Regions from separate parts of the Sus scrofa genome. Here region 2 is linked to region 1. A link is a contact called in public HiChIP or PLAC-seq data. All regions are on one chromosome and are shown on one strand. Each heading gives the region's core, a stretch centred on a gene start, on an enhancer-like site or on the middle of the called end of the contact. The rest is flanking DNA. Distances are from core to core; before and after follow the strand shown.

Region 1 (4,475 bases), core at 1,412-3,911:
CTGTGAGCTGCGGTGTAGGTCACACAGTTCAGATCTGGTGTTGCTGTGGCTGTGGCCATAGCTCTAATTTGACCCCTAGCTTGAGAGCTTCCATATGCCACAAGTATGGCCCCAAAGAAAAAAAAATTCACATCTCCCAGGATGAGGTAAGGTACTAAAGATGTTACCTGCCTTGCAAAGAACAAATCATCCCTTTTGAACCTAGAAGTTTTGTTTTGTTTGGTCTTTTTGCCATTTCTAGGGCTGCTTCTGCCACATAGGGAGGTTCCCAGGCCAGGGGTCCAATCGGAGCTGTAGCTACTGGCCCACACCAGAGCCATAGCAATGTGGGGTCCAAGCCACATCTGCAACCTACACCACAGCCCACGGCAACACCGGATCCCCAACCCACTGAGCTAGGCCAGGGATCGAACCCGAAACCTCATGGTTCCTAGTTGGATTCGTTAACCACTGAGCCATGACGGGAACTCCTTTTGCCGGGCGGGGGGGGGGAGGAGGAAGAGTGCTGCGCCCCGTGGCATGTGGAAGTTCCCAGGTCAAGGATCAAACTCATGCCACAGCAGTGATGACTCTGGATCCTTAACTCGCTGAGCCATGAGGGAACTCTTGGAAAAGAGTTTTAAGGTCTCAGGTGAAACGATTTCTCTCCACATCTCGGTACCCAGAGTGTCAGAGAAGGACCCCAGGGGTCCACATTATATGCAGGATATACCCCTTAGGCTCTATGAAGAGGATGGATTTAGGTCACCCTAAAAGGGAGCAAGGCTGGGTGGGGCCCAAAGGGCCTAGCTCCCCTTTCATTTTAATTCCTACCTCTGTGACATTAGGAAAGTTGCTTAACCTCTCTGAGCAACTTTTACTATCCATGAGAGAAGAGTGTAGTGGACTCTACCTCAGAGTTGTTTTTAAGAGCAACTAAATTAACACACAGAAAGGATGTACAGAACTTAGCATGCAGCAAATGCTGTGTGCGTTCCAATAACTACTACTATTGTTCGTATTACTGTCATCATCCTTAGATTGAACTACATTAAATTGTGACTACTTGGTTAACGAACCGACTAGGAACCATGGGGTTGCGGGTTTGATCCCTGGCCTTGCTCAGTGGGTTAACGATCCGGCGTTGCTATGAGCTGTGGTGTAAGTCACAGACGCGGCTCGGATCCCGCATTGCTGTGGCTCTGGTGTAGGCCGGCGGCTGCAGCTCTGATTGGACCCCTAGCCTGGGAACCTCCATATGCCACAGGAGCAGCCCAAGAAATGGCAAAAAGACAAAAAAAAAAAAAAAAAAAAATTGTGACTACTTAGACATCTGTAAACAACAGATGTCAACTTCACCTCAATCAAGGTGCTGTCATCCCACATACCATAGCTTCAATTCCTGTTTGCACTGAGAACCTCAGACTTTATAGCCTGAGTGCCTGATTGCAAACCCAGATTTGCTTATTCCTTCTAGTGACATTGATCAAGTTTCTGACCACAGCTTAGAAGTTGACACATCTGCAAAATGGGGATAATAGTGCCATCATCCTAATATTACATCAAAGACTGGATCATAAATAAAGCTGAGACCAGAGTGTGGCACTGATTATGAGCCTGATGAATAAAAAGCCCAGATCTGTTTTCTCAGTCCCAGCCACTTGGATCCAGTCTCCTGGGTGGCTGACAGGTCTCTTAGCATCCTTCCTTTCTGGCTCCATCGCCCTTCATTTGTCCAAGTCGGAAGGCTGGGGTTTAGCTGTGCTCCCCTTACCTTGTCGTGAATCTCATTTCATTCTTTCTCTTGAATCCCTTCTCCATTCCAGTTGCCTCCCTTCAACCGAGGACCATATTCTCTACTTTGAGGATGCAGCAGCCTCTGCCTTTGTCCCTTCACCTCCAGTCCCACCCCTGCCAATCCTTCCCCAAAGTGATGTAGGCAGTACAAACATCTGAGTGGCTCCAGCTCCTGCCATGGCCCCTGTGAGATAAAGACCTAGAAGGCCTTGCAAATTCTGGCTCTGCTGGTGTTTTTCATCACCTACCTCCACATCCCATCAATTCCTAAAGTGCCATGGTTTTTCTCCTAAATGCGGAAACCCGACTTAGCTATCACCGCTTTTGGGATGCTCTCCCTGCTCCTCAAGGCCAGCTCAGCTGTCACCTCTGAATTCTCTGTATTTCTCCTTCATCACTCTGGTCACTTGAGTTTATCTATTAGACCGCAATCTCCATGACGGCACCAACTGCGTCTTTTTCGTCCACCATCACACTACCCACCCTCTCAGCCTCAATGGACATTTACTGCAGTAGGAACGTCCGGGCCCTCATTTATTCCTGACTCCCCGCCTGCGCACCCTGGGCTGGACACATATACAACTACCCCTAACCAGGCCTGACAGAGTTTGTTCTGGAGGCAGAGACACCTGGCAAGGGAACTGCAGATGCAAAAGCCAGGAGGCCCGGCTTGAAGGGCCCGGCTCACCTCGCCCAGTGTCTGCAGGCTCTTCACGGCACCCACCACAGCCTGGTGTTCTAAACCCAGCTGGGCTGCCACCTCTGCGCTGTCCAGGCCGCCATCAGCCGCCTCCAGCCGCCGCAGCAACACCTCCGGCACCGGACCGTCGGCCATGGCTGCTCCCAGTGCGCACGGCGTGTCCCTGCCGGCGGCCAGGGCAACCGGAAGCGGAACCGGCGTCCAGAGCGTTCGTCGCCATCTTGTGTGTGGCGGATCATGTCGTCGGGTCGGTACACCGCCATCTTGGGTGTGTCACTTGAACTCCAGAGCGAGTTAGGAGCCCAGACCTAGCTGGACTAGTGGCGTCTGGTTGACCAGAAGGGTCAAATCGATGCTGTCAACCACAGACTCACAGCATTGGGGGCGGGGTCAGCGTTGGCCACGATTGTGGCAAGCAGAAGTTCCTGGACCAGGGCTGGAACTTGCACCACAACAAGTGACCAGAGCCACAGTAGTGACAATGTTGGATCCTTAACTGCTAGGCCACCAGGGAGCTCCTCACAGTGTTGTTTTAAGCTTCTTCCAGCCCCATCTTCAGCAAGCTCCGTGACTTTGACCTTTCCCCTCTCTGGGCCTCAGAGCACTGTGCCCTTGGGGGATTCTTTTATAACCCACAAGAGGGCTGTGGGTGGTGGGCTGGCTCCAGACACAATCATCCTGCTGATGTCAACTACTTTGAAATGTTCAAAGGGAGGCTGGATAGGGACCAACCCTATTTATAGAGGGAGAAGGACTCAGTTAAGAGTCAAGGTAGCAGCTAATCTGTGTGGACAGTATCCCATACATCCAGGCCAGTGCTAAGTGCTTCGGGTTTGCTATTTCATTTTCCCAAAAACTGTATGATATATACCAATATAATCTCCACTTCACAGATGTGAAAACCGAGGCTTGGACAGAGATATGCCTTGTCTAAGGTTCTGCAAGGTGGAGATGGTGTGAGAAATTATAAACACCTCAGAGCCTGCCCTCTCCACCCCCTCTTTGCCCCAATGCTTTGAGAAGACCTATGTCAGGGAAATAATTTGTAGCATAGATCAGTGCTCACCTATAGAGATATAATTTGAGATGCAAATGTAATCTTACACTTCCTTGTAGCAATGTTAAAAACAAAAGGGGTGAAATTAATTTGAAGACTTTACAGAACCTAAAGTGTCCGAATTATTATTTCAACACTTAATATAAAAATACCAGAGAGTTCCCGTTGTGGCTCAGCAGGTTACAAGCCAACTAATATCCATGAAGATGCGGGTTCAATCCCTGGCCTCACTCAGTGGGTTAAGGATGTAGCGTAGCTTACAAATGAAGCTTAGATCTGGTCTTGCTGTGGTGTAGGCTGGCAGCTGCAGCTCCGATTCAGCCCCTAGCCTAGGAACTTCCAAACGCGGAAGATGTGGCCCTAAAAAGAAAAAAAAATTTTTTTTGAGTGTGGATTGTGTGTTAGGTGCTATTTTAAGCAGTATGCATTTACTTATTTAGCCATCATAATTGTTATTTGAGCCTGGAAAATGGGGTTACTGATATCCCCCTGTCTGGACTTTCAGTAAAGTCTTAACAAAAACTCAGAATGTACCCATCAAGGTCTCTCTCTCTCTCTCTTTTTTTTTGCCACAGCTGGCATGTATAAATTTCCAGCTAGGGATGGAATAGGAGTTGCAGCTGCCAGCCTACACCATAGCCACAGCCACCCCAGATCCCAGCTGCATCTGTGAACTTCACTGCCGCTTGAGGCAATGCCAGATCCTTAACCAACTGAGCAAGGCCAGGGAATGAACCTGCATCTTCACAGACAGTGCATCGGGTTCTTAACCCACTGGGCTACAATGGGAACTCTCTCAAAATCTCCTTCTAACTTCAAAATGCTTTACCCATTTTTGTTTAATTCTAGCAAGAACCCTTCTTTCCTTCCTTCTGTCACACATAAAGTAGGTTTTAAGTTTGTTCTGTGACAGGTGCTGCAGAACACCTGCAGGGGGATTGT
Region 2 (4,926 bases), core at 1,500-3,999, 190 kb before region 1:
AGTAGCCACTGGCCTACATCAGAGCCACAGCAATGCGGAATCCAAGCGGAGTCTGCGACCTCCACCACAGCTCATGGCAACACCAGACCATTAACCAACTGAGCAAGGCCAAGGATAGAACCGGCATCCTCATGGATACTAGTCAGACTCTTAACTCACTGAGCCACAAAAGGAACTCCAGCAGTGAGCCATAGTGCCCTACCCAGGCCTCATACCTCCTACTTCTGCCTCCTCCTCCCTCACCTTGTGCGTGCTGTTCTTCTGGGAGCCCAGGGCCTTAACCAGAACCCGGCTGGGCTCCACTCCCAGCTGCCGCAGGTCCCACAGGTTGACATTGCGATCTCGGGAGCCCGAAAGGCAAAGTGTCCCACCCTGGGAGGGAAGTGAGGTGGTGACGTTGGGGTCACTCTGACCCATCATTGCCTGGCCCTCCACCAACTCCCCCCCGCCACCTCACCTGGATCAGCAGCACTGAGTCAATGGAAGCAAAGTGCCCATCAGCCAGGCAGAAGTACTCAGCCCAGCGACCATCCTCTGCCCAACGGGACAGGTGCTGCTCCAGCTCAATGCAGGCCGCCGGCCAATCAAAGTCCTCCCCTGTGGGACGCAATAGCAGGGTCCCCAGTGGGCAGGAACCCTGCCACCCACATCAGCTGTCCAAGCTCACCCCTGGCTTCCAGAGAGCATGATCTGACCAGACTTGAAGAGAATCCCACCTGGATCCCTTACCCCACCCAAGGAGGCCCGGGCTCTAGCTTTGGGACCACCAGCCTTCCCACCTGTGAGCAGGTCTAGGACTACTCCTTACCCAGTTTCCAGACATTGGGTAACTGGAATTCCAGGGTCACCCTCCCAGGCCTCATTCCCCAACTCAAGTCTGGGGGATAGCAGCCTCAGGCTGAAGTCCAACCTTGGCTTTCCAACCCACAAGAACTTGGACTTCATAACTAACCCTTCCTGCCTCGGTCATGTGAACTACACCCAGGAAAGTGTTTCCCAAACTAGTAGTATCACAAACCTGGGAGTCTGGTCTTGATGAAGAACCCAAGTCCATGACTCAAGCATCTATGTTTACCAAGCTGTTTAGTAAAGTCCCATCGATTCAAAGTTACCAAGTTGTGGAGTTCCTGTCGTGGCGCAGTGGTTAACGAATCCGACTAGGAACCATGAGGTTGCGGGTTTGGTCCCTGCCCTTGCTCAGTGGGTTAACGATCCGGCATTGCCGTGAGCTGTGGTGTAGGTTGCAGACACGGCTCGGATCCCGCGTTGCTGTGGTGGCGTAGGGCGGTGGCTACAGATCCAATTCGACCCCTAGCTTAGGAACCTCCATATGCCGCAGGAGCGGCCGGAAGAAATAGCAAAAAACAAAACAAAACAAAAACAAAACAAAACAAAAAAACAAAGTTACCAAGTTGTCATATCCTCTAGGGACCAAAGACCTTGAGGGCAGGAGGAATGACCACCAACCCCTGCCTAAGATCACAGGTTAGACCCTGGGCTCAAGGGCCTATGATCACTGGCATCAGGGATACCAACCTCTAAACCCTAGCTTATGTTCAAGGTTTAAGGCTCTGGATCTGACTCCCTGCCTCACCCCTACCTACATCAAGACTATAGGGGTAAGAAGCTTTGGTATCACCAGTTGCTATCTTAGCATCTAGACCCAGAACCTGGGAATTCCTGGGATTGCTCTAAGCCCCTAGAAGATTCTGACAGACTGAGACACCCAAGCCTAAGGATCAATCGTTGGATCCTGAGTTCAGGGACCCCAGCTCCTCAGGTAGGTTTCCACAGTCTCAGGACTCTAAGTATCTGCCTCATGGTCCACCCCGAGGTCGGGGGCTTTGGTACCACCAGTAGTCTCACGGAACCCCTGGACTCTCTCCCCTGCCCCAAGCCTGACCTGGGAGGGCGACCCTGGCCCCCGGTCGCTCGCACCTTCCACCACTGGGTAGGGCGCGCGTACGCGGCGCTGCGCGCGTAGCCTCCAGGTGACATGGTCACGCACGAGGTCGCGCAGCGTGTGGCACACGAGCGGCAGGACGTGGAGCACAAGGCGCGCGTCGAGGTAGGCGCAGATCTCGAGCAGCAGCTCCGGGGGGAGGCTCAACAGGCCCGGAACCGCCACAGCCGGGCCCTTGGACGCGGCCCGCGGCTCCAGAGCGCCAAGAGACACGGCGGGAGCCGGCAGCGGAGGGGTGCGCGGGGGCGCCAGCCCGAGTTTCGGAGGACTGAGCACGCGGGCCACGTAAGCTTCGGCCTGCGCGTCTGGGTCAGGCTCCAGCTCCAGGTCAGAGTCATCGTCCCAGGCGCAAGGATCGTCGCGCGGCCCTGGAGGCAGCTCCATGGCGACCGGGTGGGCGCGGCCCGCCGGGCCCTGTCAGCGGCTGGGCAAGCGTCCTGTCTCCTAGGCAGCGCGAGGGCACTTCCGGCGCTACCTAATGACGATACGGCGCCAACCGGAAGCGATCGGCTCGCGGGGAGACTGGATGCGTAGTAGAAGTCAGCTTGCTGAGGGTGTCTTCTTCTCCAGCTGCGCCTGGCTTGGACTGGGAAATGCAGTCCTGTTTCCTCCGGTTTTTAAGCAAGTATTTCTGATAGTGCTACCGAAGAGGGCCAGCGGACACTGGCTTGAAAAACAGCCCTTTCGAAGGCACTTCTCAAAAGTGACACTGGGAGTTCCCGTCGTGGCGCAGTGGTTAACGAATCCGACTAGAAACCATGAGGTTGCGGGTTCGGTCCCTGCCCTTGCTCAGTGGGTTAACGATCCGGCGTTGCCGTGAGCTGTGGTGTAGGCTGCAGACACGGCTCGGATCCCACGTTGCTGTGGTTCTGGCGTAGGCCGGTGGCTACAGCTCCGATTCAACCCTCCATATGCCGCGGGAGCGGCCCAAGAAATAGCAAAAAAAAAGACAAAAAAAAAAAAAAAAAAGTGACACTGACCTTAGAAATGTATATCCCTTTTCCTGGTTCGCAGTTTCTGGGCATGCTACCAACTCAAACTCCTGTCTTTCCTTCTGGAACCAGAAACATGCAGTTAGACTGCATGTAACTCTATGAAAGTTAACGCTGAATTATCATCCTATTTTAAAAAGCACCTCATTTCCCGGCAGCCCCTTTTGCTCCAGTGTTATTCTCAAGCAGCACTAGCTGTTGCCGCGCCTGACTTCTCATATCCATGAAGATCCTTGCTCAAATCACTCCTCCCACCCCGTCTTTTTAGAGCCACACCCGCAGCATGTGGAGGTTCCCAGGCTAGGGGTCGAATCAGAGCTATAGCCACTGGCCTATGCCACAGCCATGTGAGATGGGAGCTGCGTGTCTGCAGCCTACACCACAGCTCAAGGAAACGCTGGATCCTTAACCCACTGAGCAAGGTCAGGGATGGAACCTGTGTCCTCATGGATACTAGTCAGATTCGTTTCTGCTGAGCTACAAAGGGAACTCCTCAAGTCACCTTTCTAAAGTATCCTACTGTTAAACACTGCGACCATTTTCCATAACATTCTTTCTCCCCTCCTCACTGCATTTTTTTCTTTACAGAACACATCACTTTCAGTTTTGCTTTAGTTCTTCTCACTAAAAATGCACACAATGGGAGTTCCCATCGTAGCTCAGCGGTTGGCAAACCCAACTAGCATCCATGAGGACGTGGGTTCAATCCCTGGCTTTGCTCAGTGAGTTAAGGATCTGGCGTTGCCATGAGCTGTGGTGCAGGTCACAGACGTGGCTCAGATCCCGAGTTGCTGTGGCTGTGGCACAGGCCGGTGGCTGCAGCTCTGATTAAACTCCTAAGCCTGAGACTTTCATATGCCGTGGGTGCAGCCCTAAGAAAACAAAAGACAAATAAATAAAAATGCACACACTCAGTTGAACAAATGCTGGTTGTGTGTCAGCAATAAATTTTCCCCAGCTGATGCAGGTGCTCCTTGGGCTGTCCTGAGGTTGCAACAAGATTTTGTTGAGGCATGTGTTCCCAGAGGAGCAATTTTTCATTTGCCTTTCATTGTCCCTATTTACATATGTCCCACAGACTTGGTGCTGGGTTGAGCCCTCTACAAAAAGTCTAACCATTGCTGTGGCTGTGGTATATGCCAGCAGCTGTAGCTCCTATTGGACCCCTAGCCTGGGAACCTCCATATGCCACAAGTGTGGCCCTAAAAAGCAAAGCAAAACAAAACAAAACAAAAAACTTGTCTCCAAAAATGTCTAACCTGCCCAGCAAACCAGAGTTGTGAAGTCAGCCAAAGATGAGTGCTACAAGGCTTTGCCCCCTTACCAGTTTAATCTTTAGCAGATGCGGATCTTGAACTTGGGCTGTGATACTAACAGCTTCCCTTTAGTGAGCTCAGGATCTAGTGAGCTGTAATTATTTCCCACAGACTGTACTGCACCTGTATGTTAACACATTTAATTTTATTTACTTCCCCACTCCCCTAATTCCTTCCTGACCTGATTCCTGTGCATCCCCATTTCTAAAGCTTCCCAGGCCCCCCTCCACCTTTCTTCTTCTTCTTCTTCTTTTTTTTTTTTTTTTTAACTTTTTAGGGCACCTGTAGCATACGGAAGTTCCCAGGCTAGGGGCTGAACTGGAGCTACAGCTGCTGGCCTACGTCACAGCCATAGCAGCACAACATCCAAGCCACATCTGGGAACTACACAAAGCTCACGGCAACACCAGATAATTAACCCACTGAGCGAGGCCAAGGATTGAACCCTTATACTCATAGATACCAGCTAGGTTTGCTACCACCGAGCCACAACAGGAACTCCTCCACCTTTCTTCTCTATTGCCAAAGCCCAGGACACAAGACGCCAGATGGAGACCAAGGTTTCACAAGAAACTGATCTTTACTCAACAAAGTTCTACACAAGTGGAATCTCACGCCACCTTGGCGCTAATCCCCAGCACAGCACGGTAACAAA

Evidence for each region. HiChIP or PLAC-seq counts read pairs in DNA pulled down with a chosen protein or histone mark.
Region 2: an H3K27ac HiChIP or PLAC-seq map of alveolar macrophages shows a contact between it and region 1. The contact joins the promoter of FBXW9 here to the promoter of FARSA in region 1. A contact is called at or near these places in 1 of 5 promoter capture datasets (fetal liver), 3 of 47 Hi-C or Micro-C datasets (heart right ventricle, liver and skeletal muscle) and 1 of 2 datasets of contacts at active chromatin or transcription factors (alveolar macrophages).

Annotation. Positions count from the first base shown.
Region 1 is chr2:66,103,579-66,108,053 of Sscrofa11.1, reverse strand. It overlaps FARSA (phenylalanine--tRNA ligase alpha subunit), which reads right to left and starts at 2,661. Exons shown (of 13, transcript XM_003123337.4): 1 at 2,465-2,661. The coding sequence starts at 2,611.
Region 2 is chr2:66,288,670-66,293,595 of Sscrofa11.1, reverse strand. FBXW9 (F-box/WD repeat-containing protein 9) reads right to left here and starts at 2,749. Exons shown (of 9, transcript XM_013990609.2): 1 at 1,939-2,749; 2 at 458-597; 3 at 244-372. The coding sequence starts at 2,347. TNPO2 (transportin-2) reads right to left here. Exons shown (of 25, transcript XM_021083729.1): 25 at 4,833-4,926.